Regions from separate parts of the Sus scrofa genome. Here all the other regions are linked to region 3. A link is a contact called in public HiChIP or PLAC-seq and promoter capture Hi-C data. All regions are on one chromosome and are shown on one strand. Each heading gives the region's core, a stretch centred on a gene start, on an enhancer-like site or on the middle of the called end of the contact. The rest is flanking DNA. Distances are from core to core; before and after follow the strand shown. Region 1 holds the start of FBXL12 (F-box/LRR-repeat protein 12). Region 2 holds the start of LOC100738906 (zinc finger protein 177-like). Region 3 holds the start of ZNF317 (zinc finger protein 317).

The links. Promoter capture Hi-C pulls out the DNA fragments that hold promoters and counts their contacts. HiChIP or PLAC-seq counts read pairs in DNA pulled down with a chosen protein or histone mark.
Region 1: a contact with region 3 is called in an H3K27ac HiChIP or PLAC-seq map of alveolar macrophages. The contact joins the promoter of FBXL12 here to the promoter of ZNF317 in region 3. A contact is called at or near these places in 1 of 5 promoter capture datasets (liver) and 1 of 2 datasets of contacts at active chromatin or transcription factors (alveolar macrophages).
Region 2: a contact with region 3 is called in a promoter capture Hi-C map of liver, with 18 times the contacts expected there. The contact joins the promoter of LOC100738906 here to the promoter of ZNF317 in region 3. A contact is called at or near these places in 3 of 5 promoter capture datasets (fetal liver, fetal skeletal muscle and liver), 13 of 47 Hi-C or Micro-C datasets (brain, embryonic fibroblasts, fetal heart ventricle and 8 more) and 2 of 2 datasets of contacts at active chromatin or transcription factors (alveolar macrophages and skeletal muscle).

What each region holds. Positions count from the first base shown.
Region 1 is chr2:68,700,368-68,703,755 of Sscrofa11.1, forward strand. FBXL12 (F-box/LRR-repeat protein 12) reads right to left here and starts at 1,550. Exons shown (of 3, transcript XM_013987420.1): 1 at 1,204-1,550; 2 at 987-1,093. It also overlaps a transcript of UBL5 not described here.
Region 2 is chr2:68,676,258-68,679,316 of Sscrofa11.1, forward strand. LOC100738906 (zinc finger protein 177-like) reads right to left here and starts at 1,394. Exons shown (of 6, transcript XM_021083777.1): 1 at 1,179-1,394.
Region 3 is chr2:67,310,527-67,313,756 of Sscrofa11.1, forward strand. ZNF317 (zinc finger protein 317) reads left to right here and starts at 1,622. Exons shown (of 6, transcript XM_021083756.1): 1 at 1,622-1,803.

The DNA of each region.
Region 1 (3,388 bases), core at 300-2,799, 1.4 Mb after region 3:
AAAAAAAACAAAAGAAAAGCTGGTTAGGGGTAAAATAGCATTTCATTATCTAAATAGAATAGGGTTATCTAAACTCTAGAAATGGAATTCCCTTGTGACTCAGCAGTTAAGGATCCAACATTGTCACTGTAGTTGTTTGTGTGGCTCCTGTGGGGTACAGGTTCCATCCACGGTCCGGGAACTTCCGCACACCACCAATAAAGAAAAAAAATAGTGGAGGGTTTCAAAAAGTGCAACAAATAACCTGTAAATGTTGTATGTATATATGTATACATAAACATTTATGTTTCTCAAGATCTGCAGCAAATAAAGCAAAGGTTAATAAAGGTTAAATCTAGATGGTGAGTACATGGTTTCAGATATTATCCCCTATGCATTTCCATTTGTATTTAAAATAGTTCATAATAAAAAGAAAAATAAAATGCAGGAGTTCCCGTCGTGGCTCAGTGGTTGACAATCCGACTAGGAACCATGAGGTTGCAGGTTCAATCCCTGGTCTTGCTCAGTGGGTTGGGGATCCAGCATTGCCCTGAGCCGTGGTGTAGGTCGCAGATGCGGCTCGGATCCGGCGTTGCTGTGGCTCTGGAGTGGGCGGGAGGCTACGGCTCCGGTTGGACCCCTAGCCTGAGAACCTCCATGTGCCGCAGGAGCGGCTCTAGAAAAGGCAAAACGACAAAAAGGCAAAAAAAAACAAACAAACAAACAAACAAAAAAAAACAACGGAAGAAAGTGGAAATGGTGTGATTGCACTCTTCAGGAGATTACTTCTGGAAATAAGTTGACTACAAAAAATTACTTTTCCGTGAAAACTCATCAATAAGCCCTTTCCCCAAACGATCTTGGTTATACCCATTATTTTGGAGATGGAGAAATTGAGGCCCAGAGGTCACAGCTGAGCAAGCAGGCGGCGCAGCCGGGAGCACCTGGGAGAGCCTCGCTCGAAACAAGGGTTGGAGGCGTGGTCCTTGAGGTCAGGCTAAACCTACCGAGGCCCAGGCCTTCCCGGCCAGCCCCGCATACCGTGTAGAGCGTCAGGTCGACATGTCGCCACAGCCACCGGTCGTCCACCAGCCTCTTCCAGCGGTGACAGACCCTGGGGGAGGGGACCCGCCGTTAGAACGACCACGGCCCCGCGGGGTCCAGGTCTGCACCTCCTAGCATGCCCCCCGCCCGGCCCCTCCCTCCCGCGGGGCGGGGCCGCACCTGGAGATGCGGATCCGGTCCCGGACCGGGAGGTAAGAGAAGATCTCCAACAGGACAGAGTCCGGCAAGTCGGCAAAAGTCGCCATCATCCCGCCGACACGCATTTCCGTTTCCGTCCAGAGGGACTCGGGGACTCGTTCTGAGGGCGACCAAGGAGGTGGGGGAAGTGAGGGTGCTGGCACGGAGGTGGTCGCGGCTTCAGGTAGCCAGCAGAGATTCAGCTTTCCTCTTGCGGGGACGTGGCTGGGCACTGGAGCCAGAGCAGCACAGGATCTGAACGCCGAACCAAAAATGCAGCTGAGAACTGGGACTAAGCCGGGAAGGCGGGGCTGAGGCGGTGACGCAAACCAAGGGCGGGGTTAAGGGGGGGGAAACCTTACTCTGGGGGCGAGGCCGGGACGAGGGCCGAACCCAGAAGGCGGGGCTGGGGCGGTGACAAGCCCTGAAGGCGGGATTGAGGGCAGAGCCGAGAGCAGAGGACTCCGCAGAGAGAGGTCTCAGCTTTAGAGCTTTGTGATGCATGTACATGAGGGTAAATTTGCAAGAGTGAAATAGCTTTTGTTTTGTTTATAAATAGCTTGTTAAAAGGAGTGTTGAATTTTTCGTTTTTATTGATGGTGTCAAATGATTCTCCTCAGAACCTGAACTGACTTCCTTCTCGTAAACAGCACTCATTTTTATAAGTTGCAATTCATAAAGGCAGTGAAATTTACTCAAGCATTCCCGTATTGATGAGTATTCCGGTTGCTTCCAGACCTATTACCATAAACAATATTGGAGCTAAGCATTCTGTTACATATGTATGTATGTATATACGTATGCAGGTTTATGTACACACATATATATAATATACTTCCTATGTTTTTATTTCTATAGGATAAATAAACAGGAGCTGTGCTTATGGGTCAAAGGACATGAGGAGTTTAATTCTGAGTAGCTTTTGCCAAATCACACTCAACAAATGGCAATAAATGTTTTTAATACACACAAGAAATTGGAGATGCTGAAAACTGTTTCAAAAAGAAATGCAAACTCATTAAGATGTACATGCTAAATGTGTGCAATTTGGTATACCAACTGTACCTGAATAAAACTTAAATAATCTGTATGCTTACACTTATCCATAAATAAATTCAAAGTAAAACACTATGGAATTCACTTATCAGATTAAGAAAGATGAGGAAGCCAAAAAATACCCACACTGGCTCTGATATGAGGAAACAGACTTTCTCAACCACAGCAGTTGGGGCAGAATTGATGCAAAATCTTTGAAGACAGTTTGGCAACATAAGATTGTAGCCCCTGTCAGACCAAGCATCCCACTTCTAGGATCTCAAATTGTCAGAAAGAACGAGGTAAAAAAAAAAAAAAAAAAAAAAAAAAAAAAAAAAAAAAACAAAGGAGTTCCCGTCGTGGCGCAGTGGTTAACAAATCCGACTAGGAACCATGAGGTTGCGGGTTCGGTCCCTGCCCTTGCTCATTGGTTTAAGGATCCGGCATTGCATGAGCTGTGGTGTAGGTTGCAGACGAGGCTTGGATCCCGCGTTGCTGTGGCTCTGGCGTAGGCCGGTGGCTACAGCTCCGATTCGACCCCTAGCCTGGGAAACTCCATATGCCTCGGGAGCAGCCCAAGAGATAGCTAAAAAGACACACACACACACACACACAAAAAAAAAACCAGAGGATAAAACTGCAGCCTACCAGATCCTCAGGGCAGAGCCCCCTTCCCTGCCTGCTTACATCTCTCACAAGCATCCTATCCTAATAAATCTATTACTTGCCTATCAAAAGAAAGAAAGAAAAAAAAAAAAGTCAGTGGAGGGAGTTCCCATCATGGCTCAGCAGTAACGAACCTGGCTAGTATCCACAAGGACTCAAGTTCAATCCCTGGCTTTGATCAGTGGGTTAAGGATCCAGTGTACGTGAGCTGTGGTTTAGGCCAGCAGCTGTAGCTCCAATTCAAGCCCTAGCCTGGGAACTTCCATATGCCTCAGGTGCAGCCCCAAAAAGCAAAAAAGAAAGAAAAGAAAAGAAGAATCATCTCCTGCCCCATCAAGCATACAGGAGTGGAGGGATAGGAACTGTCACATCTAAGCTCCTTCCTCTGGCTCAGAAATTTAGGCAACAAGAGACAGAGAGGCCCTGCCCAGTTTGCTCCCTGAGTCATGACCCAGAACTCTCCCTC
Region 2 (3,059 bases), core at 144-2,643, 1.4 Mb after region 3:
TAGTAGCATTCGTTTCTGCTGCGCAAGAACAGGAACTCCCTTAAGAAAAATTCTTTTTTTTTTTTTTTTTTTTTTTGTCCTTTTGCTATTTCTTGGGCTGCTCCCGCGGCATATGGAGGTTCCCAGGCTAGGGGTCGAATCGGAGCTGTAGCCGCCAGCCTACGCCACAGCCACAGCAACGCGGGATTCGAGCCGCGTCTGCGACCTACACCACAGCTCACAGCAAAGCTGGATCCTTAACCCACTGAGCAAGGGCAGGGATCGAACCCGCAACCTCATGTTCCTAGTCGGATTCGTTAACCACTGGGCCACGACGGGAACTCCAGAAAAATTCTTAAGGTAAGGTGTGAGAAATACTTTTGGAACCAAGGAGTCTATTTTGCTGAACTGCCTCCAAAATTATTTTTCGTCCAATTTCTCATCCATGAGTTTTGCAGGTCATTAAAAAAAAAAAATCCGGAGTTCCCCTCGTGGCGCAGTGGTTAACGAATCCGACTAGGAACCATGAGGTTGTGGGTTCGATCCCTGGCCTTGCTCAGTGGGTTAAGGATCCGGCGTTGCCCTGAGCTGTGGTGTAGGCTGCAGATGTGGCTCGGATCCCGCGTTGCTGTGGCTCTGGCGTAGGCCGGTGGCTACAGCTCCAATTTGACCCCTAGCCTGGGAACCTCCATATGCCCCGGAAGGGGCCCAAGAAATCACAGAAAGACAAAAAAAAAAAAAAAAAAAAAAAAAACCCACTTGGTCAAAACGCATCTCGTTTAAGGTTAGTAAATTCGATTTTCTGCTACTAATATTAGGAAAGCTGCTTCCTCCTTTTCCCAGAGAGTTCTGTTTTTAAGACATAAAACGTCATGTAATTCCCTTATACTTTAGGTTTCTATCACGCTTTAAATACAAGCATATGGTACCAACATTCACTTTAACAATATCAATATTAAGAGATCCCTATGTTCTAAAACTCTGCGGTGATTATAGCCTCTAGGAGAGTCGGAACTGACTTGGGAAGTACAGAGCTGAGTAATCTTTATGTAATTGTAAGACCTGTTATTTACGTTTTCACCTCCCTTTCGTTTTATTACACGTACGTATTTACACTGACCCTGGAAAACGGAGAAAGTATTTTTCCCAGACGAATTTATCAAACGTAAGTAACTGAAAAATCTATCTTAAAACCTCACCTCAATGCCGCTCACAAAAGCAAAAATCCCGGGTAAAATTTTCTTGTACGAGGAGGGCAAAAAGGGATTTCCTTGACTAAAATTCACCAGCGCCTCTCACCCGAAAAACCGACAAAATGCCGAGGTCACGAGGACGGAAGGACACGGAGACTCGGTCAACACCAGCGTGTCCCCTGTCGCTCGAGACCTCGCCTCCGAAGCTTCAGGGCCCCGCCCCCGCAGAGACCCGCCCTCTGGAGCCCCATCTCTCCGCCCCAACCTAGATCCCGCCCCAACTGAGCCCAGTCTCCCCGCCCTCTCCGAGACCCTGCCCTCTGGAGCTTTTTTTCCCCCGCCCTTAAAGAAACCCCGCCCTCCCGAGCCCATTTCCCCGCCCTCGCCTAGATCCCGCCCCCTTGAGCCTAGTTTTCCGGCCCCAGCAGACCCTGCTCCTCTGGATCCTGGTCTCCCCGCCTTTAAAGAGACCCCGCCCCCCGGGGCACCGTCTCCGGGCCCTCTCCGAGACCCCGCCCTCCCAGTGGCGGGGCCGTACTAGTCAGTGCCAGAGGCAGATCCCGAAGAAGGTCGTGGCGCTATAACGGGAAAGACGCTAGTCCTCCGAAAGCGAAAGGCTCAGAGCCCCGACCTAGGAAGGTCCTGAGGCGGCGGGAGGTGCTGCTACCGCGTCCTCCAGCCTTGGCCTAAGCAGTTCTAGTGTCCCCCCACTGGATGCCGTTGGGCCCCTCCTAGCGGGCTCCAATTGGGAGCCTTGGGGGCGGAGCCAGGCGAGAGGAGGGTGCTGGGGGGGGGGGGAGCACAGCTGTACAAAGTCGGTTGGGCGGGTCCTCGTGCGTGTCCTAGAAGGACCGTGCAGCCGGAGACTCAAAGAATGCTTTTTTCTGAGCTCTTGCAGCTTGGTGCTGGGAGACAATGTTTCAGAACTGGTTTGTTATACAGCAGTAAATAACCGATAAATCCCTCTTCACTATTCTTTATTTCCAAACTTTCTTGTCCTTCTCAAAAATGTTTCAAGTTCTTTGAACTTGTCTTAACATTTGTACATTAATCTTGGAGCTGTTAATTTAAATCTATCCAGTTTTTTGGGGTTTTTTTCTTTTTAGGGCCGCACCTGCGGCATCTGGAAGTTCCTGGGCAAGGGGTCGAATCAGAGCTGCAGCTGCGGACTATGCCACAGCAACGCCAAACCTGAGCCACATCGACCACCTAAGCCACAGCTTGTGGTAACACAGGATCCTTAACCTACTGAGCAAGGCCAGAGATCGAACCGAATTCTCATGGATACTACGTAGATTTCTTAACCCACCGAGCCACAACAGAAACTTCTATCTCGTTTTATATAATAAATAGTGGATTTTTAGACATTATGTATGTACATGTTTATATCTTTTATATATGTATAATTTTTTGGTTTTAAGCAGTTACTATTGTTTCCCTGAATACTTTTCTTTCATTCATTCATTTAGGGAATATTTGAGTCATGCATTCACAAAACTTTTATTTCAATTGGGGAGGAGGACAGATAGTAGAATAAATATATACAAGAGAACATGTCATACGTGATTGCCACAATGGAATATTCCTAGCACTTTTCCAAATTGCATTCAATGGCGGTTCATTCGATAATTTATTTTTAACAACTTTTTTTTTCTTTTTTGGCCACACCTGAGGCATGTGGAAGTTCCCGGGCCAGGGACCGAACTAGCTCCACAGCAGTAACCTGAGCCACAGGGGTGACAACACTGATCCTTAAACTGCTGCACCACAATGGGAACGCTTTTAGGGTGTTAAAGTTTAAATTTTTCTTCAACTGGTTGTATCTTTCTATTAGTTTAACTCCTAGACACTGTACATAAACATCTAAATTTTCATTTCCATTTGATT
Region 3 (3,230 bases), core at 372-2,871:
CAAACCAAAAGTCTGAGTTTGGAGTCAAGAAATGTATATTGCAGGACCAAAAAGGAGAATGGGTGGCTCATGCTCAAACTTCCCCCCAACCCCAAACTGCTTATGGTTTTTAGGGAGAAATTTTTATAGGCAAAATTTGGGGTGAGGGCTGCAGGGTATGTGACTTTTACCTTGCTTTGTGGTGAGATTACAGGGCAATGTCCTAGGAATCTTGTGCTCAGTCCAAAGTTTCCATTCTCCAACTGGGTGAGGGCCTTAGTTTCTGCAAAAGAACTCAGATATATTATTATGTATATTCCTCAAGGAGGAACCAGTATCTTGCTTTAATCACTGCACTATAGTTTCTTGATTATTCTTGCTTTTTTTTCTGCATTCATTATTTCCCTGATTAGTACCTATTTGAATCTACCCTTTGGAACTCAGGGCGGGTAATAGGAGGCTGAATCTTTTATCCTGCAAATAAGAAAATGAGGGACCTGGAAAGGCTTTTTGCCCAGGAGGGTCCCACCGGTCCCGCTCAATTTACAATCCATCAGGTCCAACAGTGAACTTTCTGGACTCAGAAACAAGAAAAAAATATTTCTGGCAAACCAATCAGATTCTTGGCTAATGATCAAGGTAGAACTGAGTATTTCCTATTGAATCAAAGAAGAGTCCAGGATGTTGCCAAGGTTTACAATGGAAATGTGGAAAGATGGGGTTGCTGTTATTTGAAGTTGAGAAGGTGGAGCCAGGAGTTTAATTTGCGGCTTTTTTTTTTTTTTTTTTTTTTTTTGGTCTTTTTAGGGTGGAACCCACAAGATATGGAGTTTCCCAGGCTAGGGGTCCAATCAGAGCTGTAGCCACTGGCCTATACCACAGCCACAGCAACTCGGGATCTGAACCTCGTGTGTGACCTACACCACAGGTCATGGCAATGCTCCATTCTTAATCTACTGAGCAAGGCCAGGGATGGAAACTGCATACTCATGGATGCTACTTGGGTTTGTTAACCGCTGAGCCATAACAGGAACTTCTAATTTGTGGCATTTTAATGTATCTATAAAATATCCAAGTGGAGAGAATATCTCATTCCAAATGGAATTTAGAGTAGAGGTGTGGAGCTGTGGATGGAAACTTCCATCTTGACTATTAAATAGCACTTAAAAGTGGTAAGATTCACTGCTACCTCAAAGATTATAAATTGCAAAGACGCCTGAGAACTGAGACCCAAGGCATTTGAAAAATTAGAAGGTGGGGTGAAGGATAAACGAATCCGATTAGTATCCATGAGGATGCGGGTTCCATCCCTGACCTTGCTCAGCGGGTAGGGGAATCTAGCCTTGTGGTGACCAGTGGCACAGATGTGGTTCTGGAGCAGGCAGTCAGCTATAGCTCTGATTCCACCCCTAGCCTGAGAACTTCCATATGTTGAGGGTGTGGCCCTAAAAAGAAAGAAAACAAACAAACAAACAAACAAAAAAAGAAGTTGGAGGAACCCAGCAAGATCAGTAGATTCCACGTATACAATACCCCAAAGGCTGCCTAAATTCGAGAACTACATTTCCCAGAATCCTTTCCACCCTGTGCTTCCAGGTTAGCGGTCCTGTTATGAAATCCCGCGACACTTAGAAGGCGGAAGTGGAGCGGAAGCCATTACTCTCCGGAGGCAATTCCCCCTGTACACATGGGCAGAGGAGTGGTCCGCAGCGGCTTGTTCACAGCTGTAGGTCTCCGCGGCAGATCAGACCATCGTATGAACTTCTCCTCCCTTCAGCGGCAGCTTCCATGACCTCCGCTCCCCCTGATTCTGCCCTTAGTTGTGTAAGCCTCTCTTTCCTCATTTAACCCTTAACTCCCGGCCTTCCTGAGGACACGAGAGGCCCACAAACCGGGAGGAGTTAGTGGGGACGGGGACCTGGGACTGGGAAGCCAGGCAGCTGGGCGGAGTGTGTTTTAGAGCCTGTAATAAGCGATATGAAACGCTGGTGACTAAGTTTAGGTCCGCTGTATTTAGCGGTGAGGGGGAAGCATTGGCGGTATGGTCCAAAAAACCTGACAGATTGGGATGGAGACAGGAAAAAGCCCGGCGAAGTGAGTTCAGGACTTTATTGGAGGACGGGAGTGGGGTTAGGAATTGGAAACCTGCAGGAATAAACTACTTACCTTTTGCTTTGTGTTCAGTTTTGTCTAATATTAATAGGAGCACACTGGTTTTGTTAGCATTTGTCTTGAATGCTTTTTACGCTTAAAATTTCCATATACTTTATTTGCTTGAGGTGACTTTCATGTACATAGCCTGTAACTAGATTTAGAAACTCACTGAAACGTTGTTGTTTAATTTGACAGTCCATTAATATTTATCATGGTTACTAATATTTTGCATTGGTTTCTAGCGTCTTATTTGGTGCTTCCTATTCTTTTCCCTTCAATATTTATTCTTTTATTGGAATACTGAACATATATGGCCCCGCAAAGTATGAGGACATACGAAATAAAAAGAAAAAAAAAAGCGAATCCACAAACCAGGCCAAGAAAAATAAGATTATGAAACTTCAGAAACCTGTATTCGCCTAAACTCTATCCTACTCTTTCCCCAGGATTTTCTTTGTCGATCTTACTGTTGATGTATTCTCAAAGATGTATTTCTTGGGAGTTCCCATCGTGGCTCAGTGGAAGCGAACACAGCTAGAATCCATGAGGATGCATTTCGATCCCTGGCCTCGTTTGGGTCGGGGAACCAGCATCGCTCTGAGCTGTGGTGTAGGTTGCAGAGGCAGCTCGAATTCTGAGTTGATGTGGTTGTGGTGTAAGCCAGCAGCTGGAACTCGGATTCCACCCCTAGCCTGGGAACTTACATATGCTTTGGGTGCAGCCAAAAACAGCAAAAAAAAAAAAAAAATATATATATATATATATATATATGTATAATATATATATATATTTCTTAATTTTGGTAATTACTTGTAAGTGGACTCACACTCAGGTATTTTTAGAGTCACCCTCTTTCCATATTGGTGAAGTACACATTTTAGAGATTTCCAAATACCTTGCTTGGAACTGATTGCATGCACTTGCCTACCCATTCTTTTCCAGGTACATCATGACTTAAATTTTAGTCGGTTTACGAAGTTCCACATTTTGGGGTTTGTTTTCAAGTTGTTGAATATATATGTGAATTTTGAGAATACTGATATTATGCCATTGAATTTTACAATTAATTAGTTACATCTTCTATAATGTCTTTCTAT